2 separate regions of the Mus musculus genome follow, and region 1 is linked to region 2. A link is a contact called in public Hi-C data. All regions are on one chromosome and are shown on one strand. The core of a region is the stretch at or near the end of the contact, and the rest is flanking DNA. Distances in the headings are between cores, read along the strand shown.

Region 1 (3,704 bases), core at 461-2,960, 100 kb before region 2:
GATAAATATAGCATGTCAAAACATGTATTTTTGAAATTTATTACTTCATTACACATAAGATTTGGCCTAACTGTACATGAAATCCTTTAAATCCAGGAAGAACGAGCCATGCTTGCAAAAGAACTTTCTTCATTTCGAGACCAAAGGCAACAACTTAAGGCAGAAGTGGAAAAATATCGAGAATGTGACCCACAGGTTGTGGAAGAGATACGTAAGTTTGCATCATAACTTGAGCATCTTTAATTTGGTAACTGGAGACTTTGCATCTCTACTTTCCCGGAACCATCCTTTCCTTGTTTATGAGAAGACCGTCTTCCTCCTAAGCCACTTCAGTGCTGCGTGAGCAGCTATCTAACAGAAAGACACTGCCTTCCGCATGATGTCTACTAAAGAGACTCGGTCCAGCCCTGAGTGGTCACAGCTTGGCCACTGAAATCATTTTAGGAGTAAGGAAGGTGAGTGGGGTAAGGACAGTAGAGGCGAGAGACAGTCAGGAAACTGAGAGGTCAGAGCAGGAGCAGGGTGCTCTTAGGCACCTCCAGTCTACTGAGGAAATCCACTGTTACCTTCTAAGAAAAGGGTATATAAATACAAGAGCTTGCCAAGTTGTAAGGTTGCCTTATGGATGGATATACCAGTGACTTTCTTTCTAACTGTGGAGCGCGGAGGACAACTTACAACAGTTGGTTCTCTCTTCTCACCATCTGGGTCTCAGGAGTCTGACTCAGGTCATCAAGCTTGGTAGCAAGCACCTTTGACCACTGAGCTATCTTACCTGCCTTATTTCAGTTTTAAAATAAAACCCTCAAAGCTTGGCATTATTTATGTATTTATACAATATAAAATTATAATACTTATAGAATTTTAAAAAACATAATAAAAATATAACATTAAACTGTTTAGGAAAAAATATATAACTTTTCCCATATTTTTCTATTTAACTTACTTTTGTTTAGGGCAAACTTTACCAAGTGTATCTTTTTAAAACTCGGACATAGTATATGACTAAGACTTTGAGAAAACTGCAAGTACTTGGTACATTAGAAGTAGCCAGAGCAGAGTTGAATTATAATTAAAGTGGCCTAGCTGGAGAGAGAGAGAGAGAGAGAGAGAGAGAGAGAGAGAGAGAGAGAGAGAGAGAGAGAGAGAGAGAGAGAGAGATGCTGTCTTTTGAGAACAAGTTCTTTCTATGTAGCCCAAGTTGGCTTCAAGCTAGCAAGCTAGCAATTCCCTTGCCTCAGGCTCCAGAATGCTGGAATTACAGCATAGTCAGGGCCACCTGCCTAAGGAAACACCTGTGACCATACTGTGGAGACCATAGAACAAAAGATCTTCCTTGACTGTGGCCAAGAAGTGTAGAGCGTAAACAAAAGGAAACTGGCCAGCTAAGCAAGCAAGCAAGCACTGCCCTAAAGAAACAGTGGCAAGGGCCACTTGACACCGCAGGGAGAAAGGAGCAGACCAGTCAGAGGGTCTGAGGACCAGATTTGCTTCCTGGAAAAACATGAGAATTTGAATTGATCACAGAGGGATTAGGCTGAGTCAGGGCAGGTGAATTCAGGAACTTCTGGAAGATACAGCCATGCTGATCTTGAAAGCAAGTCACCTGAGGGTGTTGAGCTGGGGGAAGAAACAGATCTGGGAAGCTCTTCAGCACCTTAGGCACACCACACAGCTGCATCTTGAGCAGGTGACCTTTTGAGAGTGGAAGATTAGTGAACCTAGCTTCCTGGTTGCCACCTTCTCTTTGGTTTCCTGCTGCTGTGAGCATCTATGTTCACTGAAGATCCTCTGATTTTACAACTTTCAATTGAAATAGCTAATTTTATAGAGCCTGATTTTAGCTAAGCACTTTGTTCTTCTGAACGATGAAAAAGAACCTGTGAGAAGAGATGTCTCTCCAAACACAGAATTTGTTAAGAATGGCTGTCTCAAAGAGTTCTACTCCCATCTCTATGAAGATCTTTGTCTCTTAGGAGGCAGAGGCAGGCAGATCTCTGAATTTGATGCCAGCCTGGTCTACAGAGATAGTGCCAGGATAACCAGGGCTACACAAATAAACCCTGCCTTGAAAAACCAAAAAACAAACCAAAATAAAACATCTAAAAGAGCAGCACTGTCCAGCTGCGTGCGGTGGTTGTCGCTGCTTGTCGGAAGCAGCGCTTCCTTTCTTCGTGTCCCACGCCTCTCTCTGTTTAGGAGCTGTAAGTGTTCGCTCTCCTTAGTGAGGATTTCAGATTTGCCACTTCGAGATTCTCATGGTACTGCACCAGGTGGTTCCTTGGGCAGGTGACCCTGGCCAACATCCCTTCTAAACATCACTTATGCACCATGAGACTCAAGATTGAAAACAGCTAACTATTGCCAGGTATCTTAGCATGCCCAAAACAAGCTCAGGAGTACTTACAAAGATCCAAAATCACCTAGCAAAACAGGCTTGCTTGGAATGCAGACTAATATCTCCAGTTGTGCAGCCTAGGAAAGCGTGATGCAAACTGAACAGAATACAGTGTCAGTCAGAACAGAGAAATGAACCAGAGGCAGAACCAGCGGGGCAGAACATCACAATGGTCACATTTCCTGACAGGAAAACTATCGCTGACATGACAATTACACTGATTGGATTAATAGCTGATTGCTTTTTGCCAAGGATCAGATTAGTGTATTTGAAGACGGGAGAGTAAAGTTAGATATTAAACTGGCGACCATGAGCTGAGGACATCGTAGCTTCACATATGTGTAACTGGACTCAGAAAGGTGTGTACTGCCTGCTAGACCAGGGAAATATGTATAAAAATAAACAATTGTTTTAAATTTTAATGAAGCAGATTGTGCACCGGCTATTGCCCAGCCTCCTATACCATATGTAGTAAATTATTCATGAAGTTTTTCAGTGAAAACTACGATTTCCACAGATCCAAAAAACTTAAAATTGTTAGTAGCAGATGTCAGAAATATCATCATTAAATTTAAATAACTTTACTAGGCTCTAACTTCTAACCCCAAATGTTAATGTCCTTTATTATAATGAAGATTTTCATAGGATTTCAGCTATCAAGTTAGTCAGAAATAATTGGATTAATTTAGGATTATGTGGTTTAGAAATTGATTGTAATAGGATTTAGCTCTTGACAGCACGGCTCGTACACCCACATTACAACAATCAGGCTTACCCAATGTCCTCCATTCTTGTGGGGCAAGATTTCCTGATAATAGTCCATAGAGACGTGGCTAATCGTAAGTTCTTTTTAAATAATGTCTGCAGGAAATATTTGCAGTTCATCCTTCCGGTGGGATAATTGATGCTATTCACAAGTTTAGTTGTGAGTAACCAGGAAAGCGAAAAGTCAGAGAAACAGTTTTATTTTTAAAAAAGAATACTATTTTAGCTACCATAGTCATTATTTGAACAAGATTAAGTAAAACTAGATGTAGAAACTAAATTTTCACAAAAGTACTTGAAAGTCAGCCAGCTGTGGTGGCACACACCTACAGGCCCAGCTGTCTGGGAAGATGAGGCATAAAGGTCAGAAGTTTGAAGCCAGCCTGGGCAGCTTAAACCTGCTTTGTTTCCTGTGCGCTGGGTGTGTGCTGCCTCCACCTGGCTGCCATGGTATATGGGCGTGCGCCACTGCTGCCTGGCTGCCACTGTCTATATGTAAATGATCAGTTCTGTGTTATTATAGGACTTGCAAAGAAAGAAG
Region 2 (3,946 bases), core at 979-3,478:
TATCACCCTTTCACAATAGAAAGTAATTTTTATGCTTGGGTATTAATCAGTTAGTGGTTCCAAACCTGGCCCACTCCTCAGAATTTCCTAGGAAGCTTTTGAAGAATTCCAGATGGAGCCAGCCCCACCCTGTAGTAATTTAATATATGGGCTGTCGCAGTTGGAAACACACTGTTTTGCAGTAACTTTTGTAGTAGAAAGCCAGCTGCTTTCTGTGCCCTTATTTTGATCTTGCTAACTGTAATATGATCTGTTAGGAAGGGGAATGCAGTGTGGATTTTGTAGAAGGCTCAGTTTTCATTTTAAAGCTCATCTTACAAAATGAGCTGGCATGAAAACATTTTCAGTTGCTTACTCATTCATTCATGTGGTGCTGGTAATGGAGCCCAGGGCTTCCATGCTAAGCACTCGAGCTGCTGCTGTACAAGACACATGTGAGACAACCTACTGTATGTCAGAGTTGGATTATTTAAAAGGGGCTTTTTTCTTCTCTGTCATTTCTACTTGCCTTTGAACTCAAGGTTTGTCACCCATTCTGGTGACTTAGAGCTGTGGCCTTCAAGCTAGAGGATGATCTTTGAGGTCTCTTCATGGGCACCCAGGCATCCATCATTTAAGGGAAGCCATGGCAGACACCTAGACCTTGTGGATTCTTAGCTCACACTTGACCTTGCTGAGATTTATGTGTATGGCCTAGAGGACAGCTGATTGCTCCCCATCTCCTCCTCAAGATGACCTTCTTTAAAGGGAGTGTGCCTCTAGCTTGCTACTGATGGCCAGGGCACAAGCAGAGGGATCTTTGCAATAGTCTGTAGCTGCCAAGAAACTGAGTGGCTCTTAGTGTCTGGAGAAAGGGGAACTTTTGCAAATATGTTTTTTGGGTTTTTTGTTTATTTGTTTTCAAAAACACTGAAAATGACTTAGTTGAATGACCATCTGATTTTTAAACACCAGTGGATGGAAGCATTTCACTTGAGGAAAATATCCACTCCCCTTTTCATCTGCCGAGACTCACATCTGTAAGAGCTAAGCAGCACAGTAGAGGTCTGATTCCAGCATCCCGCCAGCCATTCCTCGGGTTCCACCGAGGAGGACCAGACTAGAAAGCCCCATCTGTTTACCACAGTGCGCATTCCCAGCAACATCTCGACCGATTTTGATGGTAATGTGTTAAAATTTCATACATTTGCAGATCTTTATTGCAGAGAAGATAGGTAGGGTAGACTTTTAGCATAGACGTCAAGGAGGACCGTGAGGAAAGTAGTTGGGAAGATGAAGTGAAGGAGGGCAAGGTCCCGTTCCCAACTCCAACTGAGATCTTTATTTCTCTGAATAGATGCTGTGTGGAAAATGGATGTGGCAGTCCCACCAGAGTGGGCCAACAGTTTGACTTAAAATTCAGAACTTACAGTACAGCAGGAAGTATATGCTTTGCAACAATAAAGAAAAGGACAGGCGAGGTTTAGAATGATAACTTAGGAATATATGAAGGAGCGTGTGGGTCCCTCTTCCCCATTGTTTTTGGTGTTACATAGACAAGATTGTGAGGAACCTTGGTAAAGGCTGTCTTGAGGGCAGGAGAGGAAGAAGATGGTGAGCCTGTGCTTGTGTGTTTTCCTTAGTTAAAAGGTGATCAGACTGACATTTTAAAGCTCTAACAGTTCTGTTTTGTTTTTCTAAACAAAAAAGGGATCCTTGCCTAACTTTGAATGGATCTGAAATGTGTGCTCTTTCTAAGATCATTTCTACTGACCCATTCCTCTTTGGGCCAGGCCATTCTTGAAATTTGGAAAATTTCTGTCTTTGGCCCTTATCTTTTAAAAAAGGCATTCTTTTAGGCCAGGTGTGGTGGTGCACACCTTTAGTCCCAGTGCTGGGAAGGCGAAGGCAGGAGGATCTCTGAGTTCAGGGACAGTCTGGTCTACAGAGTTCCTTTAGGGTGTGCAGGCTTTATCAGACGCGTTGATTTGTCTTAACTCACCTGGCCATTCTTCGCCCTTTGCTGATTTTCTTTTTTATTTACTGGTTTGGAGCGAGGATCACAGAGGCTAGGAAGATTGGTGGAAAAAGGAAATCTCTAGATTCTGGGGCAGGGTTAGTAACAGTCCTGTGGTCTACTCTGGCTGGATTGATTGCTAGCAGGCTGGGTGTTTTGCAAGTCTAGTTTTAATGTTAGCCTAAGGGAGAGAACTGCTGTTTGCATTTTCAGGGCAGCTTTGCATACTGCCTAGAGAAAGCTGTGAGACCTGACCTTTGATAAGGTTGTTTGTGTTGGCCCAGGACCTCTACTGAGTAGGGTTGTAGCTTCCATTTTGGTGGTTTTGAAAAAAACAAGTTTTATCAAATGAGTAGGCTCAAGTTGAACTAGGGTATATATAGGGTATAGGGGTTAGTTGACTGTTCCAGTCCGGAGGCGGGCTAGGCATTCTCATTCAGGAAGCAGGCGTAGTTTTCTCATTCCCTCCCGAGTCCACTGGTTTCTGTTTCAGGGATGTGTAGTGTTGCACACTTTGAACATAACCTGAAGATATTTACGATAAGTCTAACTCTTGACAGTATTGGTCTCCGTGCTTCAGTTCCTCTGCCCCCATCTGGACTATGGCCAGACTGCAGAAGAAAAAACTGACAGTGGTGATGTGATGCTTCAAGAGAAGATGGTCCAGACATCACAGAATTCTGTGTGGCCTTAGGACTTTTCCTAGCTAACAGCTTGGGCAAGAGTTCAAAGGAAACTCTCAGTCTCCATGCATTCTTTGTACCCGTGAAGGCTGGCAGTACATGGGATCTGAAACAGTTTACTAGATTTGAAATGACTATTTAACTCATAACTTGTTTTTAAGGTAAGTGCTCGGATTAGTCTGTCTCTCTATAGCTAGGTTTTGTCCTAGCTGCATTGTAGGGCTTGAACTCAGGTCCTTGCACATGCTAAGCAAGCACTGTACACTGAGCTGCAGCCTACTCCTCATCACCGAGCCACATGCCACCCTGTTTTTCTTTCACCTGGCTGTTATGGACTTTAAGTCGATGTCTTTAGCAGCTGTTTTGGATCTACCATTTTCCCTGGGCACTGCAGGATGTGGCCTTTGACTTCATTTAACTTTCGGTTGAATTCTTGCTTAGCCTCTTGGCCTAGATGCCCTTGGCTGAGTGTCTGCAAGCTTTGATCTCCTGCATATTGAGATTTCCAGTCTCTTCTCACAGGAGCCCAGTGCTCCCTGACACTTGTGAGGCTTCTGTGAATTACCTGCTTGCTCCTCTGGGACCTCAGTCGCCTTTCCTTTGGCATGGGTCTTTGCTGAAGGGATTGCTTTTCCAGTGATGAGAAACCAATAAGAGAGTGTGGTGGAATGAGCAGGAGGGCCTGTTTGGATTTCCACAGGGAGTCTTTTTTTCTTTTATTATAAAGATTACAATCATGACTTTTGTTGTTTGTTTGGTTGGTTGGTTTGGTCTGACCTTATTATGTCTCTCTTATTATTTGGATGACCCCAAATTCTTAGGCTATTCTTTTGCCTCTGACTCCCAAGTTGCTGGGATTGTAGACATGTGCCACCTTGTCTGGCTCCATAGTTTTAATAGGTAATTATTGAATCCTCGGTTTTTCCTACTCTTTAAAACTTGACAAATTTTCTCTTTACCATTCTACTAAAGCCAGGATCTGCAGGCTTGTCCTTGTTTTATAATGACGTACTGAACCTAGTGTTTACCCAAGCATGTTTAGCTGTTTTAGAAAACACTGTAAAATGTAAATAAAATAAAGCTATCATAACGTACACAGATAACCACTGAAGTTTTAAAAAATGTTTGCTGACTTGTGTGTGTGTGTGTGTGTCTGTCTGTCTGTCTGTCTGTCTGTCTGTCTGGTGTGTCTGGGTGTGTTTAGGGGCATAGCACCCGTGTGGAGGTCAGAGGACAACTTGCAGGACTCAGTTTTCTCCATTCACCT

The links. A called contact is a pair of places that touch in the nucleus more often than the background predicts.
Region 1: a Hi-C map of regulatory T cells shows a contact between it and region 2, with 2.0 times the contacts expected there. The contact joins two enhancer-like sites. A contact is called at or near these places in 2 of 15 datasets of contacts at CTCF or cohesin (CD8 T cells and the NIH/3T3 cell line), 4 of 484 Hi-C or Micro-C datasets (CD4 T cells, CD8 T cells, Th1 cells and 1 more) and 1 of 115 datasets of contacts at active chromatin or transcription factors (bone marrow-derived dendritic cells).

The regions. Positions count from the first base shown.
Region 1 is chr3:84,101,442-84,105,145 of GRCm38.p6, reverse strand. It overlaps Mnd1 (meiotic nuclear divisions 1), which reads left to right. Exons shown (of 8, transcript NM_029797.3): 6 at 97-211. Among named protein-coding and RNA genes, the nearest start is that of Gm30458, 42 kb to the right of the region's middle. Within about 2 kb of position 1,710, at least 11 of the 459 cell types and tissues checked have an H3K27ac peak or open chromatin away from gene starts, as enhancers often do. A contact at or near this core is called in regulatory T cells, where this site is marked.
Region 2 is chr3:84,001,228-84,005,173 of GRCm38.p6, reverse strand. All of the region lies in intron 3 of Tmem131l (transmembrane 131 like), which reads left to right. Among named protein-coding and RNA genes, the nearest start is that of Tmem131l, 37 kb to the left of the region's middle. Within about 2 kb of position 2,228, at least 15 of the 459 cell types and tissues checked have an H3K27ac peak or open chromatin away from gene starts, as enhancers often do. A contact at or near this core is called in regulatory T cells, where this site is marked.